Linked DNA regions of Triticum aestivum: region 1 is linked to region 2. A link is a contact called in public Hi-C data. All regions are on one chromosome and are shown on one strand. The core of a region is the stretch at or near the end of the contact, and the rest is flanking DNA. Distances in the headings are between cores, read along the strand shown.

Region 1 (4,819 bases), core at 1,735-4,234, 34 kb after region 2:
AATGGCAATTCCTTTTCTATTCCACAGAGGATGAAACTGGGACAAATTCTGTTCCTCAAATGTGCCAAACAATCACATCCTCCTTCCAGCACCGCATTACAACAAGTGGTAACACAATATAATAACTTGATGATTCTTACAAGATCACTGAAAAAATGTATACTCGTGCAAAGGCGCACTTTCTATTTTTGGATGGCCATAATGGTGGCAGCATCACGCTGTTTGATCTTGTAAGGATCACAACAATGCACAAATATTGTGAGATGAATTATCCTACAGCTCACTCGGAATCTTGCAACTTCAAGTGGCTTAAGGTTGGAGAATCTATCCCTGTTAATTCTTGGCCCTTTTTGCAGACATAAATATAATGAGAGTCAGGATCCTCCAGAACAAAGCCCTCAGGCAATCTACCACTCTCAGTCAGTGGAACAGGGTCGAAGACAGATCTTCTTATGTTTCCCTTGAATCCAGGTCTTGCTGCAATGCATTAAAAAATGATCATGCTACAGTTCTGTTTTAATCTTATAAGTAAAGTTCTTATGAACTACTCCCTCCGTCCGAAAATACTTGTCATCAAAATGGGTAAAAAGAGATGTATCTAGAACTAAAATATGTCTAGATACAACCCCTTTTATCCATTTTGATGACAAGTACTTCCGGACAGAGGGAGTACACTACTGTGAATTCAATGGTGTTGACTACACAAGTTAAAGCTCAAATTTACACAAAACATGGGGCAAACCCTATTCATGAGCAAGCAAACAGAGATTCTATTTTTATTAAGCAGGAATAGTTTTTAACATTGCGGACCAAAATTGAACGTATCTGCGAATTGACATAATAGTAATACGTACGCAGAATGTACAGTACAATTTTCCAACTGCATACTGGTTGGTTCAAGTGAGGAATTCGCGCTGATGGATCACCATAAGTTATCTAGCAGTTCAGAAACAAAAATGATCGTTATAATCAGTGGCAGGAAATGACATATTATGTCTGCACTACAAAGAAACTTATCCAAACCGCGTACCAACATAAAGACTCCCCCTGGTTTAAGTAGCCTACAATCAGAAGATACCACTGATAAGAATGCAGGAATGCTGAACTTAACAATATATTGGTGTACATGAGGTTGTCAGTGATGCTTCAATGGGGGTGAAAGTATTAAGAACCTGTCCACTTCCAGGACCATCTGAGCTGCGCTGAGAGGAGCCTCCACACCACACTGGAAGCAACAAGACCGCGATGTTGAAGTAGTACCAAAATATGGAAAAGACACAATGACAGAATATTACCTACTTACCATCAAAGAGTCCAAAGTACCTTTAGGAAATGTACAGAAAGAACAAACGGTATTAAGCAAAGTGTTGTCAATAGACTCAATACTTATTAGAAAGCCACTGTAGCATGAAGAAACTCACACCTTTATCAATGGCACAATCAAATGATTCGTCAGAGAATTTACTCATATCTCTAACATCCATTTGCATGTCTACAGCTCATAAGGAAATCAACAGAAACTAGATTGCACTTCCCGGACAAAGAGGGAATGTAAAATATTAAAGGATACATTGTAGCTGTGGGAGATTGAAGTACTTCTTCCTCATCATCTCAATCAAAACCGAAGAAATGTCAATGTTTATTATCTCCATGTAGCCATCAGCGGCCATATCCTCTGACATAACTACGAACAGCAGAGCATGGGGAGAAAATTTAAAATTAGCACAGGGAGTGTAATAATCGAGCCTAGATTTAGAATGCATCCTAAACTCTATCCAGATCAGCCTATCAAGGGTGCAAAACCCAACCCCTAGTGTGTGTGCATAAGCACTGAAATATCTGTGACGAAACTATGACTAATGTAACACAATAGGACACAACGTTCAAATGTGCTGCCATGCATTTAACGCGTCGATGCAGCACATATAGTCTCACCACGATACTAAAAGCCCAGAGCAACTTTGAGTTACTGGGCAGCAAGTGGAGCCAAGGTTGGTTTTGGTTTGGATTATCATACAGAGCTGTGCTGGTTTCAGAATTCAGATGTGTGGTTCCATAGTCCCTCTGAAAAATTAACTTACACACTGTGCATGCCCCACTGATTTTGTGTGGCATCAACATCACAACCCTATCAATTCACAGGTTGCCTAACTGTAGCACTATAGCACATTATCCCATCCAGAGTACAATTATCAGATTACTGGAAGTGATATATATCAGCCTGTGGAGTGTGGACTGATAGAATGACATTATCTGATTGCCATGTTGTTATATAATAGATACACCTAGCCGAGGAGCTATCCGGAAACTATTGCCGTGACAGCAAATTTCGACCCCAACAGACGCTGACCGTGCTCTGTGCAAGCATCTAATCCAAAAGATCGATCGCTCACTCGCTGGTCCGTGCCAATCACCCCCATTCACGAATCACAATCAAGCACCTATTTGAACCGAACCTGAAAAGGAGGAGAGGAAAAGGAAAGGAAACTTCTACTTCCGGAAACGAGAGACGGACGAATGCGCGAGCACCGCCACGACGAGCACAACCAACACGCTGGCTGCTTCAGTTCGAGCACAGTCTCTACGGAGCTGTGAGGAGGACTGGAGGAGAGCGGAAGAGGGAGGGGGGAGGACGTACGAGCGGAGCCGCAGCCGATCATGAGGAGGCGCGAGGCCGGCGGCACGAAGCGGCGGACGAAGGGGCGCAGCGCGGCGTAGCGCTGGTACCAGTCGTAGGGCGCGCCGCCCTCCTCCACGTAGCGCGCGTCCCAGTACCCCGCCTCCCCGTAGCTGAACACCGTGCCGCCGCCAACGCCGCCGCCGCTCCCGGTGCCCCCATCCTCCTCCCCCTCCTCCGCCCCGCGAGGCGACAGCGGCGGCGACGACGACGACATCGCCCGGAGACGGCGGGAGGCGCGGGCGGGCGAGCGAGTCGAGCGAGGTGGGGGTGGATAGAGAGAAGGGAGAGCGTATTAGGTGAGCTGGGCTGGGGGGAGTGGGAGGAGCATCGGCATCGGTACCGGTGTGCCCGAGCTTGGGACCAGCCGCCACCACTCCACACGTCGCCGTCGTCGCCAGCCGATTCGCATTTTCTTTTCCCCAATTGCATCTCGAATTTTCTCCGTTTCCTTCTCATTTTGCTGACTTTTCCGATGGCCTCGTTTTCGGTGGCTGTTGCCGCGATTTTGTGGCTTGAATTTTCTTCCGCATTTGCTTCACATGGGTCGCGTTGGTTAAATCGGTGATGTTCACTTCAAAAAAAATAAAAAAAATCGGTGATGTTCGGCCGTGTTAATGTCTACTCCATCCGTCCGGAAATACTTGTCATCAAAATGAACAAAAAAAGATGTATCTAAAACTAAAATACGTCTAGATACATCTCCTTTTATCCATTTTGATGACAAGTATTTCCGAACGGAGGGAGTACTCGGCAGCGACTGCACGTCGTTTTTCTTCCGTAAAAAAGTTTATTATTGTTGTTTTTACACGTAGGAAGTATTTATACCACTCATATTCATGATTTGAATGATAATGGTGAGACTTGGAGTAAGCATTAGCGAACACGATGCAATTGAGACGCATGGTGTCGGCGGTGGTGGCGAGGCTCGGGTCTCGATGAAATCAACGCCCAGTGATCGTTGGGCGTGCGGATGATGTCGAGGAGATGCGTCGGTTGTCGTGGAGGGCAATGGTGGTGGCGGCTGGTTTGAATGGGTGGTTGAGCTCGTCGGAAACGTGTCGGCGATCTCACGGCAATGATGGAGTTGGAGGTGGTGCACTGGTGCGGCGTGCGGCCCGGCGACACTCTTGTGGTAGAGTGGGGATTTCGAGAGAGGGGAGGCCGGAGTATTTAAAGAACATGCCAACAAAATCTGTCCTGACAATTTTTTTTAAGCAACATGTAGGGTTACAATTTACATTAGTACTAGCATATACAGAGGACTTGATTGAAAACAAAGCATTCTCTTTTTAACACTTAGTTGCCTCATTTGTAGAAGTCAAAGTCTGTTTCAGGCTTATTGACGTTCGTTCGGTAACCCTTCTCGAAGTCCTTTGGAAGGATAACATATCGATTCTTGCGGATAGCATGCATGCCAGCTTCCTGGCAAATGGCAGCGATATCAGCAGAGATAGTTAGAAGGAAAAAAACTAGTAAAAATGTGAGAGTGAGAGAGAATCCCCCGTCCCCCCGCATCAGGCACCAAGAAAGGTGTCGAGTAATAATATTACCTGAAACAGATGATGCACAGAGCTCGCACTTGGCAGCAAGGTCATGTGTGTAGGGATAGGGCAGAGATGTGCCGGGTGCAAGAGAACGCTTGCGGCGGCAGAATCGGCTCAAACAACCGCCGCAAGGTTTTGTGCGATTTCGGACGTTGGATTACCCCTCAATCACGCGTGGACTTAGTTCACACCGTGTTTCCTATACGACGCTCAGTGTGTTGTTTTGTCGACCTTCCGCATAGAGCCGAAGCAAGCGAGCACCGAACTAGGCCGACACATTTAAGCGCGAGCGGGCAAGCGGTGAATCCGACTCCTGACTAGTGTTGGTAACCTTCTAGAAGGTTCTTGAAACTGTTTTAGCCTTTTCTTTTTCTCCTTTTTCAGTTTAATTTTTCCTTATTTTCAAGTTTCTTTTTCTTTTTACAAAAAATACTCATAAATTTCATAAACGTTCTTATTTCAAAATTTGTCCATAAATTCAAACAATGTTACTGTTTTCAAAATTTGTGTGAGCTTTTTCAAAAAATGTTTGCGTTTTAAAAAAAATCAGAATTTTAAAAATTGTCCCTTTTCAAAACGATTTTAGAAAAAATTA
Region 2 (4,341 bases), core at 1,695-4,194:
AGACTCGGACAATCCAGTCCGTTACATGACCGAGTCCGACTGGATATTAAAGATGGCTTCGTAGAATATTCAAGATGGTCTTATTTGGAAAAGTGTTCAACATAAAGATTGTTCGTCTCGTCGAGGCGCACAAGTTTCATATTTGGGCCGTCTTGATCGGAGGTCATATGCAAGCTCGGCGGCCTGCGCAAGGAGGAAGACAGAAGTTGGGCCAGATTCAGACTGAATCCGAGTTGGAATAGAACTAGGACTCTAGGACGTGAATTGATGTAATTTTTTGTAAGGAAAGCCTAGATGAATTCTTTGTTTGTACGGAAAGTCCGGCCGCCTCTTATATATGTTGGGGGTGATCGCCGATTGAACAACACACAATCGAACAAATCAATATACTACTTTTTCATCTGTGTTTTATCTCTCCACCGTTTTTCTCTCTCATTCTTCGTTGTTCTTCGTGTTTGAGAGCTGCGAATCCCGAGGCTCTAGGGGCGAGCGAATCAACCTAGGGCAGCCCATAGCCGCCGCACTCCCTGACGGGGTCCCTCCCGGGGGTGTGGGGTTTTCGGGTCTGCAAAAGCGTCCGTCGACTGTCTTGCGTATCGCGCTGTCGGTCGGGTCTCCTTCGACGTGAGCTGCGGTGCATCACCCCCGGCGTTGAGGGTACACGTGACTTGTTCGTGTGTCAACAAAAGTTCACGAATTTAAGGAAAAACTTTCACACAAAAAACAAAAAAATGATAAAAAAAGTTCATGAAAATATTCTAAAAATTGAAGAAAGTTTTGAATTTGAAACCAATTCACGCATTTTAAACAAGAAAAAGGAACAATAAAAAAGAAAATAAAAAGGGAAAAAACTTAATAAAAACCGTCCACAAACCTGAAAAAAGAAAAACCTACTGGAAACTTCCAGAAGCTCCCCAAAATTGGGCTAGGAAGCTTCTGGAAGCAAGCTTTCCGCTCGTGCTTAAGATGGTGGCGGGCCCATTCAAAATGTATTAAAAGGAGGGTATGCCCGCCTTTTACCGAAAGCATTGTAACTGTTACAGCCGGCGCCAAATAGGAGTTAGGGTAAATGTGAGTAATGGCCAGGAAGTGCTTTCGCACAGAGCACGTTATTTTTATCATCGAAACTTTAAAAGTATACACATAACACATGTATAGTATATATATACGAAATTTCAGTAACATATGTGCTCGTACGTGGTGTACAAAAATAAGAAAAAGATGTTTTTTTTTTGCTATATTGGGGCAGATTTTGTCTTTTTTGTGTAGTGTGTAAATTATCGTATTATTTAATGAAAAAATGCAGATACTTAGAGAACATGCATATGTATTTTCTAGAATCTTCTGATATTTTAAAAGTTTTAAATAGTATTTCGTTTATCTTAATTGACATGCTCCCTGTATTTATCTTTGGAAACAAGAATTTTATTGATTTCCAGGACTTCCCATGAAGATAATGCAAACAGCTCAACGTAGTCCAATTATTGCAGCAAAGAAGAAAAATATGGAGAAGAAACAAACAGGCAAATCATGTCACAGAAAGACTGCCATCATGTAATCATATCATATCATATCAAGTTTGCTTATTTGTTGAACCTTGTAGCCATGGGTTTATGTTATGTTGCACTACTTGTTACTATTCCAATGGCTACCGCCCGTCGCTTGCCCAAGGAGGTAGGCAAATGGGATGATTTCAAGGTTTGGTTTCTTTTTCTGATGGATTTTAGTTGAAAGTCGTGGTGTAGTCATGGTGTAGGCTTATGGATTTGTAGTTATGCATTCACCAAGACTTTCTGGAAGTTTCATCCTCTTATTTTCGAAAGTTCACTGATTTTTTTTAAACTCCTCTCTAGTTGGTCTCTTTCTCTCTCTAAATATGTTTTTGTGCTATATTTGGGCAGATTTTGTCTTTTTGTGTAGTATGCAAATTATCGTATTGTTTAATGAAAAAATGCAGATACTTAGAGAACATGCATATGTATTTCTAGAATCTTATGTTATTTTTAAAATTTTATATAGTATTTAGTTTATTTTAAATTACATGCTCCATGTATTTACCTTTGGAACAAGAATTTTATTGATTTCTAGGACTTTGCATGAAGATAATCAAACAGCTCAACATAGTCCAATTATTGCAGCAAAGAAGAAAAATATGGAGAAAAAACAGACAAGCAAATCATGTCACAGAAAGACTACCATCATCTATTCGCCTAATTGACACATCGAAAGAAGATTCCATATCCCTATCATATCATGTTTGCTTATTTGTTGAATCTTGTAGCCATGGGTTTATGCTATGTTGCACTACTTATTACTATTCCTATATGGGCACCGCCCGTCGCTCGCCCGAGGAGGTAGGCAAATGGGATGATTTCATGATTTGATATCTTTTTCCGATGGATTTTAGTTGAAAGTCATGGTGTAGTCATGGTGTAGGCTTATGGATTTGTAGTTGATGCATTCGCCAAGACTTTCTGAAAGTTTCATCCTCTTATTTTTGAAAGTTCGCGTGTTTTTTTTTTGTAAACTCCTCTCTAGTTTGTGGAGGTCTCTTTCTCTCTCTAAATTCCAACATATCTTCCTCTGATTTTAAACACACAAAAAAGGTCAAATGGTTTTTTAAATTCCATTTCGCACCTTTTTTTCCCGCGATGCAACGTGAGTCTAATATGTAGAGCTAACATTGAGCTAGTGGTGCCTTTAGAAGAAGATTGACGCAACATGCCCCATCCTGCCACAGTCTACCGATCATTTCCTAGACCTAGAGTAATCCATAGCTCACTCGGCACACCTTATAGCCACAGGCCCTATGCTTACCGTGCTGTCTGTCACGGCCGAACGTGCAATAATCGCCTTTTGGGCTAGCCCGGTCAGCGTATGCGCACCATTATTAACTCTCGGGGCCAATTGGTGTCCACGCAGCAATCATATACGGCGTGTTGACGCCCACGGCGACGGTGACCGGATCGGGACGTCGCGTCAGGGTCGAGGCCGCGCCGCCCAGCACTGGTGACGACGACGGACGACCCCGGGACCGCCCGGCACTAGCAACGACGACGGACGGACGACCCCGGGTCACCGCCACCGGTCACGCCCAGCACTTGCTCCCGCGTCTGAACTGGGCAGCAGTAGGCCGGCTAGTTCGCCTTGAGTGCGAACCCTGTGGATGATCACATTCACATGGGACGACCGTATTGAACACCACGTCGTCGCCATGATGCATGCCGTGCCGGGTGCACCAAAAGTCGCTCGACCGAGCGCTCTGTGGACCACGGCACCACGTACGGGGTGGCGGCGGAATCAGCGTCTGGCATCCAGTCGAGCGTCTCCAGCCGGTCATGGCGTGTCGACGAGCAGGGCGCACGCACCGTGCGTCTCGCACCAGTGCTACATGACAGGGTTTCAGTGGCCGTTCTGTAACAAATTCCATGTTTGGTTTTGATTTCCGCAGGAATAATACTACTACCCATCATGTTAAAGCAACTGTGGCAGAATCAACCGTATCGACAGTCGCCATATAACATGCTTCATGCTCCCTCCGAGTTTCTAAATATAAGTTTTCTTAGACATTTTAATAAAGACTACATATGGATGTCGTAGACGTATTTTAGAGTATAGATTCATTAGTTTTGCTTCATATGTAGCATATGTAGTCCATATTGAAATCTCTATAAAAAAAACTTAGATTTACAAACGGAGGTATTATCTGCTACGCTATGGGTTGTGCACAAATACAGAGTTACTATATGTGCCCTTCATATATTTTTTTCGTTTTCCCTTTTGCAACAACTCAAACATCTACATACTCAATTTGAGGGATAAAACACTAATTTGAGATAAGCATTCCATTGCAAAGTGGTTACATAGGGAAAGGAAAGTCGATAAGCGACATTTTTTTTAGTAAACTGGCGACTTTCTACGCTTTGGGAGAAGCACTCGTTGCTCCCCGCTATGTCTCCGTCCCAATACTGCTCGTCGTCACCGAGGTCGGGAACGGCATTTTCGAGGGGGGGAGGCCCAACATGATGCGATTCGTCTCGATGAATGTCACCATCTCCAGGTGTTGTCTCTTCACCGGCCAAATCCGCTAGTTTCTCCTTGTAAAGGAGCCACACTACACAGACCCTCTCGGACTTTACCCCTTGCCTGGTAGTGGTGTGCTTGAAGATTTCACCGGGGTGGACGGCTGAGGTGTAGATGGGGTACCGCTCCTCCCATGCATCCTTAACACTGAGGTGTCACATCCCAAAATTTTGCCAATTCTGGAATGTAAATAATTAAATTAGGGTTAATTAAAGATTACTTGTAGTTGCTTGATCATAGCTAAGTTTGACTTGGAGT

What was found. Hi-C and Micro-C count contacts between places; a contact is called where the count stands out from the background.
Region 1: a Hi-C map of leaf shows a contact between it and region 2, with 2.8 times the contacts expected there. The contact joins the promoter of LOC123187680 here to the enhancer-like site in region 2. A contact is called at or near these places in 2 of 5 Hi-C or Micro-C datasets (both in leaf).

What each region holds. Positions count from the first base shown.
Region 1 is chr2A:85,158,566-85,163,384 of IWGSC CS RefSeq v2.1, forward strand. LOC123187680 (EEF1A lysine methyltransferase 4) reads right to left here and starts at 2,985. Exons shown (of 8, transcript XM_044599599.1): 1 at 2,639-2,985; 2 at 1,571-1,684; 3 at 1,424-1,492; 4 at 1,304-1,323; 5 at 1,173-1,225; 6 at 1,031-1,061; 7 at 855-936; 8 at 1-477. The coding sequence starts at 2,894. The coding sequence ends at 281.
Region 2 is chr2A:85,124,832-85,129,172 of IWGSC CS RefSeq v2.1, forward strand. No RefSeq gene overlaps it. Among protein-coding and RNA genes, the nearest start is that of LOC123187679, 27 kb to the right of the region's middle. Within about 2 kb of position 2,945, at least 1 of the 8 cell types and tissues checked has an H3K27ac peak or open chromatin away from gene starts, as enhancers often do. A contact at or near this core is called in leaf, where this site is marked.